Linked DNA regions of Mus musculus: regions 1 and 3 are each linked to region 2. Evidence: chromatin contacts called from public promoter capture Hi-C data. All regions are on one chromosome and are shown on one strand. Each heading gives the region's core, a stretch centred on a gene start, on an enhancer-like site or on the middle of the called end of the contact. The rest is flanking DNA. Distances are from core to core; before and after follow the strand shown. Region 1 holds the start of Jpt2 (Jupiter microtubule associated homolog 2). Region 2 holds the start of Telo2 (telomere maintenance 2). Region 3 holds the start of Igfals (insulin-like growth factor binding protein, acid labile subunit).

Region 1 (4,471 bases), core at 197-2,696, 160 kb before region 2:
AGGGTCTCACAAATGGGCCTTTCAACAAATAGGGCCCAGAACAATGGCACAGTGTGGCCTTCTGGAAGCCACTAGCAGCCATTAATCACAGTAACACCAGTGGAGTGGAAGGTTCTAGGGCCAGATTAGTCAACTCAGACTTTAGGACCAAATCCATAATTCCAATTACTTTTTCCTTTTGTAGTACCCTTTAAATGTTTCAGTAGAAATACTCAAGTTATCGAGAAAATATAAGGGATATAGGCAAAGATGAAAAGCCAGAGTTCAAATGAACTATGGCACTGGAGAGAAAGAAAATATCGACGGTTGTCAGCGCTCCCAGGCCTCCCTGGAATGATGAGTTTCATAAGAACTAGGAACTAATGAGAAAATCTGGGACAAAGCCATGAGAAATAGACCGGGTGGGGGGTGACGTGTTCTTCATGGTTAGTAATTTTTGTGGATGAATGACAGTAATACCATAACGCTTTTACAGTTCAAACATCTCCAGCACAAGAAAATCCCTCTGCTGAGGAGACAAAAGACAGGGTTAGACGAAAGGAAACCCTGGAGTACAGACAGACCTTACAGACTCAGGCTTTGTAGCAATCAGTCGGACTATGTGCTGCTATCTTCTCCAACCTGCCTAAGTTGCCATCCAAAGCACGCTTTCTATCTAATATGGCCCAGACTGAGGCTTCCAATTGCGCTTCATTATCCAGTTAAGGTAGCTCCCCTTTCCCCCTCATCCCGCTATCAAGTGGGTATTTCCTCCTTTTCCTAAATTCCTCTCCATGGACGCCTACTCAACAATTAACTCCTGGAGCTCGTAAAGTCATTCGAACACCAGTTTCATTTTATCAACTCAAATGGGGATTTCCTCCTTTTCCTAAAATCCTCTCCATGGACGCCTATTCAACAATTAATTCCTGGAGCTCGTAAAGTCATTCGAACACCAGTTTCATTTGATCAACTCAAAGCAGATCAGACAGAAAGCCTAGAGGAAACTGTGTAGGGAAGGTCCCCGCCCAGGGTGTAGCAGTCAGTAGTGCATCCAACAAACACCTGGTCGTGGGTTGGGTCTGAGAACGCTGCCGCTACTCAGCCACATTCAAAGGTCGTCATGACCAACCAAACTGGACAAGGGAAGGGCTCAGGAAGCGGCAAACAGCTCGGAGCGCCCGGCTAGCGTCTGTCCTGAGCAAGCACTTCAGGAGAGCCACGTGTCTTAATCCCGCCGCCCGGTCTCCACTCCGCTCTAACCCCACAGCCTTCCTGCAAGGCCCTGCGGGAGAGCGCGCACAGTATCCTCAGGGGAGCCCCGCGCCACACCCACCGCACTTGTAGGGTCTCCCGCCCGCCACGTGGCTGCGGCTATGCGCCCACCCGGGCCCCAGCACCGGTCCGCGCACCTGGAACCCGACTTGCCAGCTTGGCTGTCCGCGCCCTGGAACATGTCGGCCGCCGCCCCGCGCTTTCACAGCCGCCGCGCGGCGGTTCCCGCTTGGTCCCGCGCAGGTACCCTGACCCGCCCAAGCCAGTTGGACGCCTCTCGCGCCAATCATGTCTCTGCAGCCTATCGTAGAGTCGTGCCCCACTCCTCCCTCCCGCCCCCAAGGAGAGGGAGGCTTGGAGGCCCGCATCGCGCTTACAGCCGATTGGCTGCAGGGGGCGCCTCTCATGGCCTCAGGCGTGGGCATTGGTTCACAGCTCGCCCCACCCCCAGCCAACACGCCTCCGCATGCGAATCCGCATTTTCTGGCCGACCTATCCCGGGCTGGATGGCACTAGGAAGTTTCTGGCCGGTGGTAGCGGAAGGCTTCTTTGGGGTTACAGCACCTTCGGGAGGAAAGGTTCATGGAAGCGCACAACATACCCATAACAGAAGCAGCGAATTCTGTAATGAATTCCGCATTCAGCGGTCACTCAATCGCTGAATCTCTGATGCCTACCTGTTTGCTCACCCTCACCTCCAGGGCACCTCCAGGCCTTAGAGCTCATCTCATTACACTGTGCCTGTTGGAATACCCTAAGCATACTGGCTTTGAAAGCAGGCACAAAAGACAGACATTAGATGAAGTATTAGTATGTATTTATGCACAATAAAAACATTTACAAGCCGAACTGGAAATTTTAGCCGAAGTTTTAACAGTTCTTGTTTATTAAATAACCAAAACACCTTTTATTCCCAAAAAATTGGTAAAGAATAAATAATGTAATTTACAATATGGTACAAAAAATAATCAGAAGGACAGGCATTCTGCTTTATACATACACTGTATATTTATAGTCTATAAAACAAATTCACATCTCAAGCCGGAAACCTCAGATGATATGGCTTAACGATTATCAAAGCAAACAGCACTGAGCTCTGCCTGCTGGGGGCACCCCTCCAGCCAGTGATCTTACGAAAGAATAAGGGTCTGGCTGGGGCAGTGCTTCCAAAACTGGACTGACCACACCAGGCTAGCCTCTGGGAAAGGTATACTGTGGGTTTCTTTCCTTTTTTAAAGTGTTTTTTTTTTTTTTTTAAATTAAGACAAAGTACGGTATTTCCTCATGAATGCATCTGGGAGATTTGTTTTTAAAGTACATAAAACAATTTCCTTCTAAACTTATTTTGACCATTTCTAATAATATGGTTTGGTTAAAAATGCTATTGAACTGAATGACACCTCCCCTAGCAGAGGCTATCACAAGGAATGAAAAAGAAGAGGAGGGTAGGAAAAAAGGTTGACCAACAGATGAAATGTCCCAAAGTCCCACTCCCTGAGCAAGTACTATGCCCGACAGGATCTATGGACTTCAGCTCGCCTGAGCATCTTCTCTAGGACACAATCCATGCCAAGCACCAAAGATACAGGTTCCCCATCTTTTAAAAAGATGAATCAACATGTCTAAGAAACATTAATATTAACAAAAGATTTTCTCAAAGAATGACCGCATGTAAGTCACACTAAGTTCCAATGAGGAGAGGAAGCCCGAGTGAACGCCAACCATCCAAACTGATGGAAGGAAGAGAAGGAAGATGTAGAACCCAGGAGCCTGCCTTGCTGTTTTTGTTTTGTTTTTTAAAAAACTCTAACCTTTAGCAGTTTTCAGGTTTTATGCATGGATATTTGCTTACGCTGGGAGACGTTGTATCCACTGATTCTCTGCTACAAATGCCACCATTTGTCCTTTAATGTGGCGATGATGAGCAAACCAGTATGGCTGGTGAAGAACCTTCTGGAATCTTGTCAGCTTCCTTACAGTAACGCACCAGTCCATCTGATGCCGCTTGCTACTGGGAGACAAGGGCTGTAGTCTCTGCTCCTCAAGACGTCTCAACTCCTTTTAGCCGGCACAGACTAACATGTGCCTACAGCATTCACTGCCTCATGGAAACCAGCTTAAGAGCCCAACTACCTAGTTCTACATGCGCAGTTACCAGGATTCTACAAGCACCCATGCTTATTAATGTTGTGGGAGAGTCTACCTGAAACACAGGAAGAGCAGCTAGCAGTGGCCTGAGCCTAGCCTGGTACAGGCTACAGTCCCAAGATCTAAATGCCTTCAGCTAAGTAAGGCATTGCTGAAAGCACACAACTGGGTAGAGACACATTGGCTACCTTACCACAGTCTCTTGACGGCACCATATGCTTGCGCTTCTCATCTAACAGTCTGACTCTTACCAGATGTGGGGTCTGCATGTCAGCATCTGGGACAGATCCTTCACCAGTACCAGAGCCCTATACGGTCTTTGGAGCAGAGCCTGCACTCTAGGGTTTGTAGTAGCCAGAGAGGCAACTGGATCAAGTGTCCCAAAAGGACATTCCCATCCCTTTCTTCATTGCAGACAGAGAGACGTAAGGGCCTAGGATGATCTTAAGTACTACTGTGCAAGGAAGGAGGCTAGAACAGCTGGAAAACAGAGGTGGCAGCTTTAGGAGTTACAAGGACCTGCCAAGCTTGGTGTGGTAGCACATTACTTTCAGCCCAGCACTCAGGAGGTAGAGGCAGGTAGATCTCCAGCCAACTCAGTCTATAAATCAAGTTATAGGATAGCAGGGTTATACAGAGAAACCCTGTCTCAGAAGAAAAAGGAAAGGGGGTGGAGTGGGGTGGGGTGGGGTGGGAGGGGTGTCAGCCCTGGCTAGCATGTGGAGAGTGAGCAGTGACGTGGCTAGCACAGGGGTCACCTGTTCAACAAGAAATAGCCATGGCTACCTGATATGCTAGGTCCAGCAAGAGTGACCATGTTACAAGAATCTACTAAAGGGCAAAGAAGGGGAATGGAAGTATTTTTGGCACCACTCTGAGTCCGATGGCCTGAGCATGACAACTGACTGACCACCTCTGGGCTCCTGAAGAGGGCTGCTAAAACATCATCAAGCTGTGAGCTCTTCCTACACCCTGACATCTAAACCTGGCTTGGGTCCCAGAATAGGAAGAGAGATAGCCTGGGGCAAAGACACCCCTCAGATACCAGCAATAACACATGAAATTTTAA
Region 2 (4,935 bases), core at 1,355-3,854:
TCAGTGGTAAAATAAGCCCTGCAAACATGATCCACGTTTTAAAAATCCAGTAGTGGCGCATGCTCAGCACTCAGAAAGCAGAGGCAGGTGAGTCTTGAGTTCGAGGCCAGCCTGCTCCACAGAGCAAGTTCCAGGACAGTAAGGTTCACAAAGAGAAACCCTGTCTCAAACAACAGCAGCAATAACAACAGAGCCAGGGGAGACAAGCACAGTAGCACACAGCTTAATACCAGCATGCAGGAGGCAGAGGCAGGAGGGTCTCCATGACTTACAAGTCTATTCAGTGAGTTACAGGGATAGTCAGGGCTGTTTGCTGAGACCCTGTCTCAACTCTCTCAGCCCCACAGCCCCCCCAAAAAAGCCAGGTGAGGTGACAATATCATGAAGTCCCAGCCCTAGGTATACAGAGGCAAGTGAATGCCTGAGATTCCATGGCCAGACAGCCTAACCTAGCTGACAACCTTCCAACAGATGAGAGACCCCATTTCAAAAACCAAGAAGTTGAGCATGGTGGCATTCTGGAGGCAGAGGGTAGAGAATCTTTATGAGTTCAAGGCCAGGACAGCCAGAGCTGTCAAAAGCACCAAAAAACAAAACGAAACACACAAGAAAGAATTAGTCCCAACTACTTCCTAAGGATTTACATTTGCCTATCAGCTGGAAAGCTCTTCTCTTCCCCTGCTGAACAGCCAGTTACTCATAGGATGTCCCCGATCCTGCACAGATAGACACCAGGCCTTCCCCTGTTCTGGCCTGTTGGCACAAGTCTTTTTCTTTTCTTTCTTTCTTTCTTTTTTTTTTTAAGTTTTGATATTTTATGTGTGGGTGTTTTGCCTGTATACTACATGCACGAAGAACCTATGAAATCAGAACAGGGTGTCAGATCCTCTGGAACTGGAGTTGCACTGAGTTGTGAGCAGCCATGTGGGTGCTGGGAACTGAACCCAGTCCTCTGGGAAAGCAGCCAGTGCTCTTAAGCACTGAACCATCTCTCCACCCCCACACCCCAGCAGTTTATAAAACCCCAGCTTCTCACAGCCACAGATCCTTCCAAGGACTGCCATTCAACCGGATGTGGGACCTGGGTACACAGGGATCCATAGCAGCAATGTGGTAGATAAACATTTAAAACCTGACATGTTAGCCGGGCGGTGGTGGCACACGCCTTTAATCCCAGCACTTGGGAGGCAGAGCCAGGTGGATTTCTGAGTTCGAGACCAGCCTGGTCTACAGAGTGAGTTCCAGGACAGCCAGGGCTACACAGAGAAACCTGTCTCGAAAAACAAAAACAAACAAACAAACAAACAAAAAAACCCTGAAATGTCCTGATGATCCTGAAAGTGCCACAGAATAAAGAATGGGCCCAGTAGAAGACAACAAGTGACCTTTAGGGCATCAGCTAGGGACAGTGGAGACTCTCTGAGTGCTGATCTGCAAGGAACCCTATTCTTCCTCCCAGCCTTCAACAAGAAGGAGTGAGGCCAGGCTAAGATGCAGGGTCCTTCCCCTTACAGTTTTAAGGTGTTGGGAACCTTCTCAGAACTTGGGCGCCCTGTTGCTCACTAACTGCTCACCCAGCAGTGCTCTCAATGGCTTCCATCAGCACCAGGAAGGCTTGGTCTGGAGGGCCATCCAGGAAGAAGCTCTCCCAAAGCCGCTCCAGCTGGCCACCGGGGGACAGCTCCAGCCAACCTGGGCTCAGCTTGCTGACCAGACATCTAAGGACGGCTGAGAAGTGGACAGTGGCAAACTCCTCCTTCTCCTCAGGAAGAACTGGATCCTCGGTTCCACCGAGGTATCGTTTCAGAGTCCCCAGGGTAGAAAGGATATGGCCAGCATCCTCTGAGGATGAAAGGATGTGAATGGCTTCCTGGACGGTGAGCCGGACAGCAGACAGGGCTGGGTCCATCCTGCAGAACAGGGCTGAGGGTCCGAGAAAAGCATGTTAGAGTGTCAAGAATTCTTCCCATGGCACCCACGATGTTAAGGGAGGAAACAGTTGGGCCGGTTCCAAATCTCAGGCCCCACCCCCCTACACACACGCACTTACTTCTGCGCTTCCAGGCGCTTCACTCACAATCTCACTCACGCTCTCCCGTCCTTCTTCCGGGTTTCCCGCCTGCCCGATGATCTGACAGAGCTTCAGTCCCGGACTGCACCGGTGCACTGTGGCTGTCTCCTCTGTCAAACCCACTGATAGTTGGATGAGTGAGTGGCTTGCCAGGGTGCAATAACTAAAACTCCTCCTCCGTCTGCAGCTCCAGGTTAGCACCCAGCCCCCTAAACACGAGGCCTTCGGCTCGTATGGGAACTGGCCATGCTGCAAGGCAGGACACTGCAGCCCCGACTGGACCAACCACTCCTACAGGGTTCCTCTGGCCAGCATGCTTCAGAGCCGAGGCCACATGCTCCCTCTTGCGCGCCGCTGATTCGCCACGGCACCAGGACCACGCGCCAGATTCAGTGTCAGCTGAGGGCAGCTGTGAATTCGAGTCGCAGAGCTCACGTGAAACCTGCACGGATATTTAGAATTTCTGGGGCTGATACAAACGCGTGGCTAGGGACGAATCAGCGGCGCGCCAACGCGCTGATGACCGCAGCATCTGCGCCTGCGCAAGAGGAGGAAGAGGCGTGGCCTAAGAGCCTACGGTGGGCAAGGCCTGAGGGCAGGACTCCGGTAGGCGTGTCCGCTCTATTGGTCCCCTGGTGACTGCTGTCTCTGTTTTCCTTAATTCTGGAGAGACTTTCCCCAGCACATTACCCCACTATGCTGCCTTGGGTCGGATGACTTTCCACTCTAGAGCACTAATCAACTCTCTAGGCGCCCTGAGGGAAACAGAATAAGGAAGCCAGGAACAGCGGATATGGCCAAGTTGTAATGCGGATGCGCTGATGTATTTGGTGGTACACAAGGGTGCACGTTTACTGCGAACACGCAAACTGCGTCTAAACTGCCCTAAATGAAACACCACTAGCTGAGTAAACACCCAGGGATCCTGACTGTCGTCTGAACTTAGCAGTGTGAAACATTCCATCATGGCAGAACTTTTCTTGACCATCCTGATCTGGAAGATACATTGAGGGAGCAACATTTCAGCGGAACTGGGTGTGGGTGGAAATCTGAGCAAGCTGTATTCATTCAACATCATCAAGCAAAATTACCCTTCCTGAGCAGGAAATGAGCCCACTCAAGGCTTAGCAGTTAGCAGAGCATACCAGGGGCCAGAGCGATTATCTTAGAGGTTAAATTACGTGTGGCTCTTGCCAAGGTCCCAAGTTCAGTTCCCAGCATCCATGGAAGTGTTACCGATCAGCCAGCCAGGATCTCTACACAAATAAAAACTGGGGTTAGTCAAAGAGAAGGTCTTCAAATGGTAGCTTTCTTTTTTTTTTTTTTTTCTCCATGTTTGGCCTCAGTGAGAGATGGCAGATGACTCCCCTAGTATTAGGGGACTGGAGGCATTGGGACCCTTAGCCCTAAAAGTATTCTAGCTCTTACGTAGGTCAGGAATCCTTGGCTCTTTCCTGTGGCTGGTGCAGCTTCCACTAAGCAGATTTGGTGATTGTAGGGACTCTTCAGCCCTACAGCTTTACAATTTTTGTGTAGACCTTCGCTCTTAATGACAGCCAGTGTTAAAATTCTTGGCCTAGGGTTGAGACCTCTTGGCTCTCTGGAACTCATCTGGCATCCAAGGCTATGCCATCTCTTCTCTGGTTTAGTCAATTATCCTCATTCAGTCTCAGTTTCTGCACTCCCCTGATGCCTTGGCTACTGCTTCCTCAGCTATGACAAAACTGACTGTCCTGTCCCTTTTGTAGCTTGGCCTGCCAATTGCTCAGCTGTCTCTGCCACCTCTTTTTTTTTCATGATAACAGCTTAGCCCACATTACTGAGAGTAGGCAAGCAAACCCTGGAGAGGAGCCTTTTACTGTACCTAAAGCTGCAACAAAAGGGAGGAGATGAGGAAAGTCTCTCCCAGAGGGAGTCAAAGCGGCTGCCTTCAAATCCTGAAAAGGGGCACTTCCTCTGCTAACAGTCTTTGCACCAGCCTCTGTAGTTCCTCAGCTAGGCCACCAGAGGACGTGTTCTTCTCAACCTGGTCGAAATGGTTGCAAAAAGCCTTGGGGCTGTATCTTCCAGACCTGAAGCAATTTGCAACCTTGTAGTTTTCTCAAGGCCCTCAGAGTTTCCTGGATAGTCAGAGCTGGCATTAGGGCAGGCCAGGAGTTGTTGACTGGCAATTCTTTTGCTAAAGCCATCCAGAATGGAAAACCTAGCAGTTGCTAGTTAAGAGCTCGTGTCACCTCAGCACCCAATATTTTTGCTTATTTTTCTGGAAATGAATACCAGAGTGCTTACAATAATAAATGTTAACAGTGCTTAGCCCCTGGCCAGTGTTCAGGCGGAGATGGGTGTCCTTATTTGTTTTAGAACAAAGGGGTGTTAGGAGGATCCAGTCTTCACTTAAAAGTAAAGGTACAGGGCTGGTGAGATGGCTCAGCGGTTAAGAGCACTGACTGTTCTTCCAAAGGTCCTGAGTTCAAATCCCAGCAACCACATGGTGGCTCACAGCCATCTGTAATGAGATCTGGTGCCGTCTTCTGGGGTGTCTGAAGACAGCTACAGTGTACTTACATATATTACATTATTTATTAATAAACAAGTTTTTTTTTAAAGTAAAGGTGCTCCGCTGGCAAGCTTGATCCCCTAAGTTCAGTCTTCAGGGCTCACTTGGTGGAAAAAGAGAACCAACTCCTCAAAGTTGTCCTCTGCCCTTCACAAGCACACACACTCATTGCTCCCACAACCACACACAAACAAGAAATGAATGTAATGGTAATTGTTCTTCAAAAAGACTAGACCTGGGAGCTGGGGAGAAGGTTTACTAGGCAAAGTGTTTGATGTACAAACATGAAGATCTGAGTTCAAATCCC
Region 3 (4,842 bases), core at 1,676-4,175, 240 kb before region 2:
CAATATGGCCCCATAGCCCAGCACTCGGGAGACAGAGGCAGATGGATCTCCGTGAGTTTAAGGCCAGCCTGGTCTACATAGTGAGTTTCAGGACAGTCGTAACTACACAGAAAAACCCTGTCTTGGAAAAAAACCACAAAACCAAGAGACAGAGAGAGAGAACTCCCCCAAAGATACCCAAGCATTCTATGCTATTGCCAATACCCTTTGCTACCATCCAGAGCTTGACAGTAAGGCCCCGTCACTGAAGACACCACATACTGGGTTCAGTCTGGAGAAGTCAAGCCGGTTACTCACTGGGTTCTTCACCCCTCTACCTAGACGTCAGCATGTATGGTAACGCCTGTAAAACCAGCAGCTGCACAGAAGACAGTGGAAAGCCCCAGCTCTGAGGATCCAGGTAGGAGCAGCAGTGACTGGGGCTAGGAGAGCCTGGCGCACCTGACCCTGGTGCTGAGGCAGGGAAAGAATGAAACCTGAGCTCTCCCTGAGTGTGGCAGATGATACAATGTGAACTGTGGAAAGCGACATAAAAGATTATAAAAGTACCTAAAGGGAACATGTTTAGGTCCAAATGTAAACAGGACTCAAAACTCTAGTTTGATCAATCAAAGGACATTTCAAAGCTGTGAAGGGTTAGCCGGGGGTGGTGGATGGCTATGAGCCCAGTGTACTGAGGACTGGAGCAAGAGGATCATCCTGAATTTGAGCCCAGTCTGGACTACACAGTGAGGTCTTGTCACAGAAATGTAAAATCAGCCTCAGCAAGGTGACACAGGCTGGGATCCTAGCACTTGGGAAGTAGAGGCAGGAAAAGCAAGAGTTTAAGGCCATCCTTTACAATATTTCAAGTTCGAGGCTAGTTTGGTCTACTGGAGACCTTGTCAAAAAAAAAAAAAAAGGGGAAAGAAAGAAAAGAAAAGAAAAAGAAAGAGCCAAGTAGTGGTGCATGCTTTTAATCCCAGCACTTGGGGGGCAGAGGCAGGAGGATCTGTGTGATTTCGAAGCTAGCCTGGTCTACAAAGTGAGTTCCAAGATAGCCAGGGATGTTACACAGAGAAACCCTATCTTGAAGAACCAATAAATATCCACAATCTGTGTCTGGTAGCTGGACAGCTTCAGCGTGTTTGGCCTCACCAGAAATCCAGAAAACAATGAACAATGGACAGGCAGGCATCTACCAGTCAGCGAGGTACAGGGATAGAAGTGTTAGGGAGGACATACACTTCCCTGTGGACACTCAAGTGCTGCCTCCACAGAAACACTCACAGGCCCTTCAGACCTCGAAAGTCACCATTCACAGCTTCACTGGGTGTGGTCCCGGAGGGAGGCGCTGAGTGTCCAGCCAGGACAATTGTACCATGATGGCTGCATTTCACTTGGATGATGCCTGAAGAAACATAGGCTCTGTCTGTTGGCATATTCCAGGCTAGACACAGGGCCCAGGGAAGGCACCAGGAGGTAACCCTGGATAGAATAGCAGAGTTGTCGGGGGTTACGGCTCTTCAGTGGCTGGGCCTTGTGTTCCTGTGTGGTGTGGTGTGGTGTGGTGGCAGCACTTCGCTTGGGTGAAGCAAGCCTGGCAAGGCTTCCACACCACATGAAGCAGGGCTTGGAGACAGGAAGAGATCCTAGTCCAGCAGGGCCCACAGGGACTCAGGCACTGCTGGCCCCTGCTCTCAGCAGAGGCTGGCTACTGGCCCCGCAGCTCTGCTGAGACCGCACTTTTGCTGTGTAAACTGCTCTGTGGCTCTGGGCGGAGACTCCCTCCCTGCCGATCTATAATTTCTCAGAAAAGAGGCTGAGGAATAACATGGAAAATGCCCTAGACATGGGGAGGCATGGTGGGAGCCACAGCCCCTGACCCTCCCAGACCTGCCTACTTCCTCTGCTTGCTTAGAGATGGCTCCCAATGTCCCCCAAGCCCCTGAGAAGCTGTTCTTTCTGAAACCCAGCACTGCCTTGCCTGGCCCCTCCCGTGTGCATTCCCCCCATCCCGGGCAGGGCAAAGGGACAGAGCTCAGGCAGGACTGGCTGGAGTGTCCGTCAGGTCACAGGTTTCAGGCCCTGGAGGAGGAAGCTGAGATGTGGCTCCGGCAGGGTGAGTGGAGCCAGGGCCAGGTTGAGGGCCCCACACATGGCCCTCCTGCCTCCCCCTGGGGCAGCATGTTTACCTGGGGTCTTTGTACACAAGGAAGTAGTAGGTTGTTAGGCCCTCCATACTGTGGAGGCCAGCAGAAACTGGCTCTGCCCCTGAGGCTGCGGTGCCCCACTGTCTTCCTGCCAACCCTTTTCTAGGAGGACTGTGCTGGGGAGAGCAAACACGAGGTAGCTGGTGGCTCTGCCAGGTGTTCCTAGAAGAGGCCCTGGGGGAGGGGCGGTAGCCAGCCGTCAGCTGACCTAGAGGTCACAGGAAGACTGAGACTGGGCCTTAGACAAACCCCTGGACTGGGAGGCACAAATGGTGGGCCCACTTAGGCCTAAGAAACCCCAGGTCAGAGAGCATTCGAGAAGTATAGGCAAGGCCTTAGGAAACAGGGCAAACTGTTTAAGCCTGACAGAGCCATCTGCTCCGTATAGAGGTGAGTGGGGGGAATTCCCAGGAACCCCCGAGCTCCCTCACCTTAGCTGAACCTACTGGGAGACAGGGCCCCCCCTACACCTACCTTGAGCACCAATCCTGAAGGTCTACTCCACCAAGCCTCTACCTCCAACACCAGCAGAGGTGGCTTTCAATTGCTCCCCCGCCCCCCAATCCCCGAGACTTTGGGGCGGACAAAGTGCCCCTCCCCTGCACCACCCGCATCCAGAGGAGCTTCTGTTGAGACTTGTTGCCCAGCCCTAGAGGGTTAAAGGAGCCAGAGTGTGGGGCAGGGCCAGCTGAGGGCTGCCAGCTACAGGCAGTGGGGAAATCCACTGGGCAGCAGCCTGTGCTGTAGACGGCCCTTGCTCACTGCCTGCCTGCGGCCAGCTCTGTACAAGGAACAATGGCTCTGAGAACAGGTGAGGAATCCGTCTCCCCTGCCACTTGCTCTGAGGGTAGCTGGTCCTCAGCCAGAGCCCTCTGGGAGAAGCCGCAGTAGGCTTAACTCAGGGTGGGCTGGTGGGAATTCTGGGTTGGGTCTTGGATACAATTCCTGGCACCGGAGGGTCTCGGTTACTTTCCCCCTTGGTGGCGGCACTGTGGGAAAGGGCCAGATGAAGGCAGGGTAGGCAGAAGAAACAAGTACCTCACCCCTGGGCGCAAGGTGCAGAAATGGGGCTCATTGCTCCCCATATTCTGGTCTCATAGCTTGCTGAGATGGTATGCTGCACACAGCCCGAGATCCTTCTGGCTACCGTTTCTCTTAAGGGCCTGGCCCTGGGTGAACGGGAAAATGTCTTCTTCCTCGTCTGCCATTGGTGTGCTCCCACAATGCCTAGGGCTTCCCCCACTTCCAAACCACCGTTACACAGTCACACCAGATACAAACTGCGCAGGTGCGGGACAGTGTCGTTCTTCCCAACTTGATCTGGGGTTCTCAGCATACACCCGAGGCAGATTAAGTTGGGGTGCTAGCTGGGTTCATGTGATTTGACGCTTGGTTGAATGGACAGTTGGGGTTTTCTAGACCCCCACTCTTCTACCAGTAAGGGTTATAGCCTTCATATAATGGGGAGCAAATAAGGCACGCTTCACCCATATGAGGGCCCAACAGGCAGGGAATGCCCAGCTTGCTGCCTAGCCATTGAGGACCACAAATGAATATGCTACCTGGGTCTATATCCCCAAGTATTCTGCAAGAGTCAGCTCTTGGACTGCACTTCGATTCTGTTTCTCAGCCTGGCTGTTGTACACCCTAGAGGACACAGCCTGCCTAGTGGCCAGGGCCCAGGTTGCCTGGAGAGCAGGGTGATGTGGGAGACCCAGGCCCTCTGTGCCCTTGCAGTGCGACGGGGATCACCACTTGCTGGTTCCAGGGTCTGGGAAATTGAAGTGGCTTCAAAAGATAGGACGTGGCTGTCACCAGTGTTTGCTTAGTATCAAAGTGGGATGGTGGATGCCATCTCTTACAATGGCTGAGGGTTAGGGAAGCCCAGGGTTTGGTTCATATCCTGGGGGCATCTCCTTGCCAACCCTTCTCCCCACAGGAAGCCCAGCCCTGGTGGTGCTTCTGGCTTTCTGGGTGGCACTGGGCCCCTGTTACCTGCAGGGGACAGATCCTGGAGCATCAGCAGATGCCGAGGGCCCCCAGTGCCCTGTCACCTGTACCTGCAGCTATGATGACTACACAGATGAGCTCAGCGTCTTTTGCAGTTCAAGGAACCTCACTCAGCTGCCCGATAGCATCCCAGTCAGCACCAGGGCTCTGTGGCTTGACGGAAACAACCTGTCCTCCATCCCCTCAGCGGCCTTCCAGAACCTGTCCAGCCTAGACTTCCTCAACCTGCAGGGCAGCTGGCTGAGGAGCCTGGAGCCACAGGCACTGCTGGGCCTGCAGAATCTCTACCATCTGCACCTGGAACGGAACCTGCTCCGGAGCCTAGCTGCAGGCTTGTTCAGACACACACCAAGTCTGGCTTCACTCAGTTTGGGCAACAACCTCCTGGGCCGGCTGGAAGAAGGGCTGTTCCGGGGCCTCAGTCACCTTTGGGACCTCAACCTGGGTTGGAACAGCCTAGTGGTCCTGCCTGACACGGTGTTCCAGGGCCTGGGCAACCTCCATGAGCTGGTGCTTGCTGGCAACAAACTGACTTACCTGCAGCCTGCGCTCTTGTGTGGCTTGGGCGAGCTGCGGGAGCTGGACCTGAGCAGGAACGCTCTCCGCAGCGTCAAAGCTAATGTCTTTATACATCTGCCCC

The links. Capture Hi-C pulls out chosen DNA fragments and counts their contacts.
Region 1: a promoter capture Hi-C map of adipose tissue shows a contact between it and region 2. The contact joins the promoter of Jpt2 here to the promoter of Telo2 in region 2. A contact is called at or near these places in 7 of 39 promoter capture datasets (the C10 cell line, cranial neural crest, frontonasal cranial neural crest and 4 more), 6 of 484 Hi-C or Micro-C datasets (embryonic stem cells, group 2 innate lymphoid cells, natural killer cells and 2 more), 3 of 115 datasets of contacts at active chromatin or transcription factors (embryonic stem cells and extraembryonic endoderm stem cells) and 4 of 9 other capture datasets (adipose tissue, embryonic stem cells, liver and 1 more).
Region 3: a contact with region 2 is called in a promoter capture Hi-C map of pancreatic islet. The contact joins the promoter of Igfals here to the promoter of Telo2 in region 2. A contact is called at or near these places in 4 of 39 promoter capture datasets (cranial neural crest, macrophages, maxillary cranial neural crest and 1 more), 2 of 484 Hi-C or Micro-C datasets (CD8 central memory T cells and Sertoli cells), 4 of 115 datasets of contacts at active chromatin or transcription factors (embryonic forebrain, embryonic stem cells and pancreatic cancer cells) and 3 of 9 other capture datasets (adipose tissue, liver and pancreatic islet).

What each region holds. Positions count from the first base shown.
Region 1 is chr17:24,959,177-24,963,647 of GRCm38.p6, forward strand. Jpt2 (Jupiter microtubule associated homolog 2) reads right to left here and starts at 1,447. Exons shown (of 5, transcript NM_198937.2): 1 at 1,392-1,447. The coding sequence starts at 1,435. It overlaps Cramp1l (cramped chromatin regulator homolog 1), which reads right to left. Exons shown (of 21, transcript NM_020608.3): 21 at 2,050-4,471.
Region 2 is chr17:25,113,363-25,118,297 of GRCm38.p6, forward strand. It overlaps Telo2 (telomere maintenance 2), which reads right to left and starts at 2,605. Exons shown (of 21, transcript NM_001163661.1): 1 at 2,051-2,605; 2 at 1,575-1,923. The coding sequence starts at 1,909.
Region 3 is chr17:24,875,822-24,880,663 of GRCm38.p6, forward strand. Igfals (insulin-like growth factor binding protein, acid labile subunit) reads left to right here and starts at 2,926. Exons shown (of 2, transcript NM_008340.4): 1 at 2,926-3,003; 2 at 4,132-4,842. The coding sequence starts at 2,988. Gm41549 (a long non-coding RNA gene) reads right to left here and starts at 2,248. Exons shown (of 3, transcript XR_876682.3): 1 at 2,175-2,248.